Regions from separate parts of the Solanum lycopersicum genome. Here region 2 is linked to region 1. Evidence: chromatin contacts called from public HiChIP or PLAC-seq data. All regions are on one chromosome and are shown on one strand. Each heading gives the region's core, a stretch centred on a gene start, on an enhancer-like site or on the middle of the called end of the contact. The rest is flanking DNA. Distances are from core to core; before and after follow the strand shown. Region 1 has its middle 30 kb from the start of LOC101247798. Region 2 holds the start of LOC101247995 (metacaspase-1).

What was found. HiChIP or PLAC-seq counts read pairs in DNA pulled down with a chosen protein or histone mark.
Region 2: an RNA polymerase II HiChIP or PLAC-seq map of leaf shows a contact between it and region 1, with 4 times the contacts expected there. The contact joins the promoter of LOC101247995 here to the enhancer-like site in region 1. A contact is called at or near these places in 3 of 8 Hi-C or Micro-C datasets (leaf and leaf mesophyll) and 1 of 1 datasets of contacts at active chromatin or transcription factors (leaf).

The regions. Positions count from the first base shown.
Region 1 is chr3:52,781,980-52,784,564 of SLM_r2.1, forward strand. No RefSeq gene overlaps it. Among protein-coding and RNA genes, the nearest start is that of LOC101247798, 30 kb to the left of the region's middle. Within about 2 kb of position 1,297, at least 2 of the 2 cell types and tissues checked have open chromatin away from gene starts, as enhancers often do. A contact at or near this core is called in leaf, where this site is marked.
Region 2 is chr3:52,826,301-52,828,885 of SLM_r2.1, forward strand. It overlaps LOC101247995 (metacaspase-1), which reads left to right and starts at 1,299. Exons shown (of 5, transcript XM_004235157.5): 1 at 1,299-1,984. The coding sequence starts at 1,618.

The sequences.
Region 1 (2,585 bases), core at 47-2,546:
ATATATATATATATTGTTCTTGTATCAGTCTTAAATACTAAAATTTTGTATTAACTCTATTTTGAAATTACAATAATATTTTGTAATAATGTTAAGGCAATTATCATTTAAGGAGAGAAATTCCTAGTAGGAATGTTCATCTAAAAAAACATTATTATCCAAATTGAATCATATATTATTACAAGGTAGCAGAGTTTAATTACAATGTTTATTTATCGTTTTATCCCTACAATATTACTTAAATATTTATTTATTAAAAATAATCGGTTTCTCTTTGTTGTTCCTCATTCAAATACATCAGGTAAATATTTTTTTTCTCCTCTTTATTTATCAAGAACCGCTCTATGTCCATATGTATGTCTTTATCTAGCTAATTTCATTTGCTTTTCTTAATCATGTCTGATTTTGATATTATTATTTCCTTGATGTTACTTGTCACAATGTTATCTTAATTATATTGTTGCAAATTGCCTATTGTTGCTTGGTGTATAACTATTATTCATCGTTGAAGTGAAAGCCCAAGTACGTTCCCTTGGGCTTTGTTTCTCCTGTTTTCTGTTTATTCCTTGGGAAGTTTGGAATTTGTAGTCAGCTATTTGAACTTTTGTTCTTGTTTTTTTTAAAATTGTTCAATTTTGCTTATTTTGTTATTGTTTGATCATTATATAAAAACATATTGATTTATTTCAACGGATTTTATCTGATAAATTACTTATTCGTTAGGTGGAAATATTTTACGACCTATTATTTTCTTTTTCCAGAACACATTAATAATCATCCTCTAACGTTTTATTATAACATAGCAAAGTTTTATGTTAAATTGGCTTCAGTGGCATTTTGCCTCCTTGTAGCTTGGGTTGGTTATTCTTCCATCTCTCAGCCATTGTACTTGCATAATAAAATATGCATTTGGATTGTCTTTCCTATGCTTTGTGGATTATTATGTGAATGGTTCGGGTTTTACCCAATTCTTTATTAATGGATAGTAATAAAATAATATTATTTCGTTGAGAGTGAACACACACGTGGGATTTGAGATTAACATTGTTGTCAAAATGGTATATTTATATCAGTTGAAAATAGTTTCGTGAAGGTAATAGGACTCTTACAAACTTCAAATGTCTACTTGAAAAAATAGATATAAATTTAATGGGGCAATTATGTATTTTCTCCTTCTTCTACATCATATCACACGCGTTCATGACAATACTACTTTACAAATATCTCTTGATAGAGAATAAAACAAATTTATGGCTCACACGTGCAACACATGTGCCAATGACTAGTAGAAAAATAAGCAAACAGGGCAAAGAAGAATTTAAAATGCAGCAAGACAAGTCTTCACCTACCCTATTGTCATCCAGATTTAAGAAAATTATAATATGGGTGGATCTAGGGGTGGGAGGGTGTTCACCTGAATCCCCTTGATAAAATATTACCCAATATATATGGTAATTAATTTATTTTTACACACATGTAGATTTTTACTCCCCTAAATAAATAGAGTAGAGTTAGGTTCGACGGTTAAGGGGGTTTGAAATTCACCTAGAGATTTCAATTATAAATTTTAGGCACTATATTTATTGTTCTCAAATCTCAATAAGGAAAATTTTAAATTAACCAATGACTTACACAAAGAAAAATGGGATTATTATGTCGATTCAATGGAACTTATCTTCTTTACTATCTCCAAAGTTCGTAAAAGTCTAACACATATGACAAAAATATTTTCCTCTAACTTTCAATGTATTTCTCTTTCTTTAAAATTTCATCATTTATCAATCTACAATTGTAACTATTCCAAATGTTTAGATGTAGATCTCAATCAATGAAAAAACAAAAATGATTTTCGGATTTTATAATTTCTAGCAAACTAAGAGATAATTATAATTTAATTTCAAAGCAACATTAAAAATTATTTTTACAAAATTATTTCGCCTCCTAATCAAATATAAGCTGTCATAAAACACGGAACGTGTTAATACCATATTTAGGGTGCAGTTGTTTGAGCAATCTAGCAGATTGAGGAAGTTGTGATTGACAACTCCCATAAGCATCCCCCATTTTTCTTCTCGCTACACTTTAAAGAACAGTTCACAATAAAAAAAGAAAAAGAAAAAAAAAGTATACGAGTGAAGTATGTAACATAGAGAGGAAATGTATTCAAGTAGAAACCTTGAAGAAGATCCTAACAATTGTACTCATAGACTTGTAACAATAAAATTTGACGGAGAAACTTAGGCGTTATTATTCTATGTTTGGTGTGCATCATGTGTACATTTGTATGATAATACACCCGATAGTTATTTGACACGTAACTCAAATAAACATTCCAAATATTATTTTTTTTGTGAGAACACTATATTTTAACTTTTATTTGAAGTTAGATGGAATTATATCAATTGTTAAATAAATAGTTATTTAGAAACTAGATATGAAAAGTATTAAAAGTTGTGATTCGTATCATCTTAAATGCTTAAAATAATACTGATCAAAATTTATAGTATTTGAATCATGAAAAGAAACATGTATCACTTGAATTTGGATAAATTGATTTTATAATATTTTGGATCAAGAAGAAAATA
Region 2 (2,585 bases), core at 49-2,548, 44 kb after region 1:
AAGGAAAAAAAGTTTGATATACTTTTATTTTGTTATTTAAAATTGATATACTTCTCGTTATAAAAGTAACTCATATATATATATATATATATATATATATAAATATAACAAAAATAACTTTTAGCGATATTAAATATTGACATTAATAAGGAATGATAAAGTCTTTACCGGTATTAGTTAAGTGTCAATAGAACCAATGTAGCTAAAGGCTTTAGGGACATATACAAAGAGTGACAATTGCCGTTAAAAATACATATTTGATCATTTTTATTATAATGCATAGTATTATACAAATGGTTCATATATATCCTTCGTAAGTGAAAAAATAATCATAAATTATTTTTTATTAAAATCATATTCATGTAGGGGTATGTGTAGTCCTCCTCAATTTTTATTTCTTTTATCTATTTTTATTAATACACTAATTTGAATTTATTAGTTTGATAATCAAATTTATTATAGGTATCACAATGTTTATTTTATAGATAGGAAAATTAAATTTAAGTATAGTTGCCAAAAATATTTTAATTTTTCAACTATTAATTTTCAATTTTTTCCATTTACATTTCCTTCACTCCTTTTCTCTCTCTTATTTTTACACTAAAGAATTAAAAAAAAAATTCAAATAATAATAATCGAAAAAGTTAAAAAATGATTTATGTGTGAAAAGATCAAGTACATGATATTTTTAATAAAGATATATAAATTACTTTTGTAATGAGGGATATATCAAGTTATTTTTTTCTTTTTTTGGAAAAAAAATAAATATATCCCGAACTATCGTAAATGATGTGCAGATACCCTTTGTCACACTTTAGGGACATTGGTGCCTCTGCGTTAAAGAACTAGAGTATATATACCCTTGATACTAATGAAAATATACATATCATAAACTATTCACCCACTCGACATCGAATTGATAGATAAGATTGCGCCACGTGCGGGGGCGGACCCACATGGTGTCCGCCGGGTACTCGAGCACCCATTAACTTTGTTACTATGTGTGTGCGCGCGCGTGTGCGTGTGTGTGTAGATTTTGATAGATATTTGTATAAAATTAACATAGAGCGTACTTAAAACTCTTTTAGTATTGTTGTACCAAGGTTCAAATCTCATTGTTAACACATATTTTTTACAGAGCACCCACAACCTTAAAATCCTAGATCCGCCACTGGCCATGTGTTTTTATTTTGTCTTCCGTTAGAGTGAAAGGCATCCGCCACTGGCCATGTGTTCCTATTTTGTCTTCCGTTAAAGTGAAGGGCATATTTATTACGGAAGATATCTACGTATCTTTTAGGATATTTATTTTTTTAATACAAACAACAAACGAGGTTAAAGTTAAGTTACTTCAAATAATCAAATTATCAGCTAATTATGGTAGCCATCAGAGTAGAGAGTAGCAGTCTGAAAGAAAGTCAACACGGAGCCTTCGTCTCCTCATCCGTTCTCCTTCTTACCAACTCCCACTTCTTTTTTTCATTTCATTTCTTTTTTCTCTATAAATAAATAAATACACTCTTTTAATTTAATCCACCAATTCCATTATTAATTCATAAAAGCATCACCATTTTCAATTTATCAAATTAATTGAAACAAGAAGAAGAAAGAAAAAACATGATGATGCTTGTCAATTGTTCCAAGTGTCACACCCCCTTACAACTCCCACCAGGTGCAAAGTCCATTCGCTGCGCCATCTGCAGAGCCATCACACTAATTGCTGATCCTCACGCTGCTCCGCCAACACCCCCTTCCGCTTACAATAACCACTACTATCCCCCTTCTTCTCCTTCTCCTGCTCTTGCTCCATCTACTTATAGTTCCGGTCAAAATTCATCGTCACGAAAGAGGGCGGTCATCGTAGGTATTTCGTATACGAATACGAGGAATGAACTGAAGGGATGTATTAATGATGCTAAATGTATGAAATTTTTGCTCACCAATCGATTCAACTTTCCTCAAGACTCTATTCTCATGCTTACTGGTATTAAATCTTTTCAATCAATTTTAACTCGTTTCATCCTGATTTTGATTTACAATTCTGACGTAGTTTTCTATTGATTATGCCTACTGTGTCCCTTTTTTAACAAAGAGATTAAATTGCATTTGATAACTTTGTGAACTCCAGCTATTAGAGGGATTCAAAAAATTGTCTAACAAAGAGTTTTATGTAGGGATGGTAAAATCTTTAACCCAACTTGTCTAATCCGTTCAATCCGGTAAAGTTTGGATTGGTTATTGATTGGTACATTCGTTAGCTCAACTCATTTTTACCCATAAAAAAGATTTGGTTGATTTGTACCTGAATTGGCTTAGGACAAATCTTGTCAAAATATTTTTGAAAATCTCTTATTTGCAATTTTTATTATAGTGATAATAAAGAAAGAGAATAATTTTATTAGATACTAAAATAGTTTAAAAGAACATATAAAACAATTAAGCTTAGTAAAAATTGAGTTGAGTTGGATTTTGACCTGATATATAACCCGTTATCTCACTCAATTTGACCAAGAAAATTGGGATTGGATTATATTTTAACCCGATTATTGTCTTTAACTCATTATGATTCGTCCAAATTTAATCCA